Linked DNA regions of Anas platyrhynchos: region 2 is linked to region 1. Evidence: chromatin contacts called from public Hi-C data. All regions are on one chromosome and are shown on one strand. The core of a region is the stretch at or near the end of the contact, and the rest is flanking DNA. Distances in the headings are between cores, read along the strand shown.

The links. Hi-C and Micro-C count contacts between places; a contact is called where the count stands out from the background.
Region 2: a Hi-C map of liver shows a contact between it and region 1, with 3 times the contacts expected there. The contact joins the promoter of BLK here to the enhancer-like site in region 1. A contact is called at or near these places in 2 of 8 Hi-C or Micro-C datasets (liver and skeletal muscle).

The regions. Positions count from the first base shown.
Region 1 is chr3:117,537,565-117,540,502 of IASCAAS_PekinDuck_T2T, reverse strand. BLK (BLK proto-oncogene, Src family tyrosine kinase) reads left to right here. Exons shown (of 13, transcript XM_005030599.6): 11 at 899-1,049. Among named protein-coding and RNA genes, the nearest start is that of BLK, 36 kb to the left of the region's middle. Within about 2 kb of position 1,487, at least 3 of the 8 cell types and tissues checked have an H3K27ac peak or open chromatin away from gene starts, as enhancers often do.
Region 2 is chr3:117,573,879-117,576,816 of IASCAAS_PekinDuck_T2T, reverse strand. BLK (BLK proto-oncogene, Src family tyrosine kinase) reads left to right here and starts at 1,538. Exons shown (of 13, transcript XM_005030599.6): 1 at 1,538-2,198.

The sequences.
Region 1 (2,938 bases), core at 238-2,737:
CCAGGACACAGGATTTGCCTAGGACAAGGGGTTTGCCCAGGGGCTTACCCTTTATCTCACTCATATTCCTATATATATATATGGGTCTTCTGCTCTACTGCATCCTGTAGCTATCAGAGGGATGCTACGTGGTGTCCCTGGCTCCTAGTCTGGATCCAGCCCAGGGAAAGCAAACATCAGTCTCATCTGTGTTGTGGAAGGACCTCCAGGGGTCTCTTCCCCACCCTAAAGCAGACCAGCTAGGGAAAAGAGAGGTGACTGAAGATTATCTGGTTGTCCCTTATCTGGACTTCGGTACTGTGACAGAGGGAGAGGCAAGCTCTTTGAGTTGTCGGTGGTTTTTTTTTGTTGTTTTTTTTTTTTTTTTTTTTTTTTTGTGTGTGTGTTTTTTTTTTTTTTTTTTATTGTTGTGTCTTTGTTTGTTTTTTAATTCACTTCTTTAATATGTAGTATTTATGAATAACAAGTGGGGAGAGTCTTGTGGCAGAAACTGGGAATCCAGTGATGTGGCTTCAGGCTTGCTTCAACTTTCCACACCTAGCTGCAGACACAGCTCAAAGCCACAGCCTCTGAGCAAAACAGAGAGTGACACTTCTGCTCGGCTCGACTTGGCTGCTTCAAGCTTTGGGACGCCAGCTGCGTGCTGGTAGAGCTGCACATAAACACATGTGCGGGGGCGATATCTATTTATGGATGGATGGGTCTGTCGACTTCTTTATCTACTTGTTTATTGATCTGTCTGTCCATCCGTCCATCCATGGATGGAGGTCAGTGCACATGGAGGCGTGTGGACAACCCTACAAATTTGCTGTGTGTTTATAAATGGGGCTGAGATGAAGCCAGGCTAAGATGTAACGGGAAGGTGCTGATGGAGACGGGCTCTTTCCTCCTCTCCTAGGTGGCAGAGGGGATGGCGTACATCGAGCGAATGAATTCCATCCACCGCGACCTGAGAGCCGCCAACATCCTCGTCTCGGAGACGCTCTGCTGCAAAATTGCTGATTTTGGCCTGGCCAGGATCATCGAGGACGAATATTTGGCACAAGAAGGTGAGTGGCGTTCCCAGCATTGCCTCACCGAACAAATTTCCCTTATCTCCAGCCCTCCTGCCATGCAGATCTGCCAAGACATGGGGCACCCGAGGGCTGAGCTGGGACCAGGCACAGGGCTCTGCCGTCGTTGGCCTGAGACCAGACCCCCCTTTCTGCTGCTGTCAGCACCCAGGAAGCAGGCAGAGCAAGCACGAGAGCCAAAAATGGGCTCCCACAAGAGGCAGCAGCACTTGGGGATATTAAAAAGCAAGTGAAGTTTGCAGAGAGAAAAGGGATTAAAAAAAAAAAAAAAAAAAGTCTTTTGGCACTGTTTGGGGCAGTCCTGCTGAATCTCAGGTTGTGTTCCTAGAGAAATTTTGACCTCCAGTAGTGAAACTCACTGCCTGTACCTACATGTTAACAGTGAGTCAGCCCGAAGGGAAGGAAATAGCAGTGTAATTCAGTCACTGCACACGCGGGACCACAGAGGGGAGCTGGAGCCATGTATCTGGACCTCGGGGAAATTTCCAGACGTCCCAGGCAAGCAGAGCCCAAAGCAGATCACGTCTCTTGAATAACAACAACTTACAAAGTGTGGGATGGGGTTTGAAGCCTGGGAGGTGTTTCCTGAGGGAACAGCACACCTAAAACATCTAAAACAAACAGACAAACCCAATATTCCCTGTACTAACATGAAATGTCCTTATGGTTCCACCTGCAAAGCCAAACCCCTTGCTGGGGCTGCTGAATGTCTGAGCTGTTGGTGGATAGGAGAGCACGGCCATGAGAGGTGGCAGCTGGTTTGGTTGGTGCAGAAATCTGTCTACAGCCTTCTGGCAGCAGGGTTAAGTCAAATTCCTCTGGCTGTGGCTTTTTTTTCCAGTACTTCAAGGTCAATGATGACAGAATGCCATTCAGATTGTAAAGGGGCCCTACAGAGAACGATGGAAATAAAAGAAATGGTGAAAACCAAACAATTAAATCTGGCGTGGCACTTACCAGAAAAAAATGAAATTCTGGAAACCCACCTTCTTCCAGAATTGGGATGAAACTAAGGTGCCCCATATGGAACCATATGGAATATTTCGAGGAAAGGGAATTGAATAGATTTATTTTTCTTTTACAATAGAAAAATTCTGATTCAACTTGCTATTCTCAATATACTTTACGATACAAATTATGCCCATTTAAATATATAAAATTATTTCAAAATGGAAACATCTCACAAACATAATTTGTGAAATGTCATGAAGGGACACTTTGAGACTGTTGCAGTTATTTAGGGGAGTTTTTGTCCTAAACAGAAGTTTTGGTGAAATCAGTATAATTCTGTTAACATACTCAGAAGATCTACATTTCCAGTGGAAAACAATTCTTATCAGCATTTTTCCAGCTAGCTTTAATCTTGAATAACAACTGCCCCTCTATCTTCTTTGAACAATTTTCACTTAATAGATTGCATTTCCTAAACTCATCAGTCTGCTTGTCAAAAGTATGACATGCGAGAACAAAGGCACTTATTTCACACACTGCCTTTGGGCTTTCAGCCCTGCGAGGGTATATACAAATAAAAATGTGTTTTTCCCTGCAGTCTTTAACACGTTCAGTTCCTATGCCTCAAGGTTGGTTTGGCTTGTTTTTTTTTATTTAGCCTCGGCAAAACTGAAATTGCAATCGTGTGGTCGTTACTGGCTGCAGTTGCTGAAAAAAGGTCTTGGTGGACAGAACCAAACAGGATGTTTTCTGTTTGTAGAATACATACGCAGATTTGAAAACCAGAGAGCCTATGTCTGCATCATTTGTGCACTTTTGCTATAAATAGACTCCTAGAAGTGAGCAATTTAATACAGAAAAAAATCCCGCTGTCATTGGCCTCTAATCAAGCTGTGGTAAGCACTGACTTCAGG
Region 2 (2,938 bases), core at 289-2,788, 36 kb before region 1:
CGGCCTTTTCCCAGTTCATTCCCAAGGTAATTTCACTGTGAAACAACAGCCACAGATTGTGGTGGGCTGCATGGAAAGGTGGTGTAGGCAGCCTAATTCCCCAAGGATCTCCTCAACAGCCTCTGCAGGGACCAACGGGAGCTGCAAGATGTGTCATGGGCTACGGAGGTGTCCGCCAAGGAGATGCACAGCAGCATCCCCGTCTTTGTCACTCCCCATGTATGAGTCAGTGCCTGCAAGAACTGGGTGAAATTTCCTGGATTTGTAGCTGATGGCCAGATAGCACAGTTTCACTTCAACCTTTGGTGTCACAACAAACTGAATCTAGCCAATAGCTTCAGCTCAGGGCAAAAATGAAAGACAGAGTGTTGTTTTTTTTGACTTTTTTTTTCATTTTTCAGCCCAGCGGTTTGATTTTTCTGGTTTCTGGGCCAAACTGACCCATTTTGGAGGAACTAAAATAAAATGAAAATGAGTGAAACGTTACTTCTTGTTAGATTCTTATACTTTGTAGGGTTTTTTTTCCAGCTTCATTGTGGCTTTTCAACACTAAAAGAGGGTTTATAAAAAAGAGAGAGAACAACTTTTTGCTCAGGCAGATTATGATAGGAATGGCTTTAAACTAAAAGAGGGGAGATTTAGATTAGGAGGAAATTCTTCACTCGAAGGGCCCTGGCACAGATTTCCCAGAGAAGCTGTGGATGCCCCATCCCTGGAGGTGTTCAAGGCCAGGTTAGGTGAGGCCTTGGGCAACCTGATTTGGTGGGTGGCATCCCTGTCCATGGCAGGAGGTTGGATCTGGGTGATCTTTAAGGTCCCTTCCAACCTGGGTACTTCTGTGATTCTAGTGAATGAACCTTACTTGGACAAAACCATAGTCTGGAGGCTGTCTCCAAACCCCAGATAGCCATCAGCAAGAGGATGTTATCTCAGCCAGTGATATTACCTGACACTGCAGAACTGAGACCCAGGGTTTAACCTTCTCTTGCATAAATTTGTAACTCCCCAACACAGAAGGGGTTGATAAACAGCCCACTGAAGATCCTGCTCCAGGCAGGATCCCTGCTGTCTGGGAAATGCTTGGGCTGCCTTGCCGTGACTCAGCAGAGGCTCTGTCCAAAATCCCACAGAATCACGAGGTGATGCACATCAGCTTCCTTGCCTCCAGGCAGGTTGGAAGGTCTGAAACCCCGCTGGTGAGGGTGGAAATGAGAACAATCACGTTTCAGAGCATTAGGCAGCAGGCAGTGAAACACCCCAGCGTGGTGTGACCTGAGCAGATCCCTGCCCACTGCAACTCCAGATCAGCACTGGATGGGCAAAAACTTTTTGCAATATAGCAAGCTGCTAACGGCAAAAAATACAGGGAAGGCAGATCGTACGAGATCTTACAAAGAAGCGATAAAGAGATAACAGGATGTGCTGTCATCTGTCTCCTGCATCTCTTCTTCCATGCCCTAATGACATCAGCTGGCTGAGACACAAACAGCTCTGAGGACAAACACGACCACTCTCTTTCAGATGAGATTGTAAGCAGAAGCAGAACCTCAAATGGAAAGTGAGTAAGATTACGGCACCGTAACCTAGATGATTACAAAAGGGGAAACTGCTCAGACTAGAACCTGACTGGAGATAAACTCTCCCAAAGGTTAAGCGCATGCAATAAATATCTCCATCCCTGCCATTGGCCCAGCGCGCTCTTAGCTGTGAACGGGCCAATCTAGAAAACTCAGGACCCGTATTTCTCCTCCCCTTTGCAAACCAGCGTTTGTACCCTGGGGCTTCATGGGTGCCTTCACACCAGCCTGAATGAGAGTGGTTCGGAGCATCAGCTGAAGAGGGACAGTGCTTTTTATAGCCTGCCGAGCCTTTGTGGATAACAGTTCTTCTAAGGTAGCCACCGTTCCAACGTCAGCACTAAAGGAGCCGTGTGGTTACACTGCCAGCCCTTTAATTGCTATAAGTGTAGCAAACTAGTTCGATTTGTCATTCAGCTGTTGTCGACAGGAAACCACTAACAGCAGTCAACTGACAACGCCATGAAGAATTAGGGTTTCTCTTTCTATGTGCTTTAAGGATTAAAACTTATCAAGGGGAGCTTATGTTCTTAAGTACGCACCCTGCAAGGGATTCTTTAACTCTGGTGGACAACTAGGATCGAGTGGGCTATGGTTTAATCTGAACAAAGGAATCACCAGGTAAGAGAAAACACTTTTTTTTTTTTCAAATTCAAAAACTTTACTTCATTCATGCTGCTTTTTTTATCGCCTTCCTCTTCATTGAGTGAATGAACTTAGAGCACCCAAGATTTGGTCCATCTCTGGTTATTGTCTAGGCATCTGGTTATTGTCTAGCCATCAGTGGTGATTAAGCCCTCAAAAATATTGAAGGGAATTGGCGGTGCTGCTGCCATGGATCAGGACAGGGTGCGTTTCTTTCTTTCCTGCTGGCAGGGTGTATCTTCTGAAATCCGGGCACCCTCTGAAGTGGGACTGGTTCTCTAAGTGAGAAGCTGACCTGGCATGATCTCTCTTGGGCACTGATCAAACTCCTTCTCTTCAAAAGAAACCAAAAACATAAAAGTGGATCAAAGCCCTCTAAATAGCAAAGGGAGGTGGAAATTTGGATGTTCAGGCTCCAGGCGGTGGCTGCTGAATTGAACCGCTGGGTGCTGCGTACGGTGCAGAGAGGGGTTGAGCCTTTAATTTGCTTTCTGCCAAGAAGCACATTTGGGACTGCAGATCTTTGCTTTGTTTTGCCCCACAGATGGGTTGGATCATTTTGGAGATATTTTTCTCCTCTGAGATAATAATTCTGCTTTCAAAAGCTCCTCCAGTTAAGCTGGGAAAACCAACAGAAGCTTAATGTGGACAAAGCTTCTGGCAAGCTGGAGAACCCCAAAAGGGGTTATAGGAAGGACAGGCTCAATGCTTCTCCC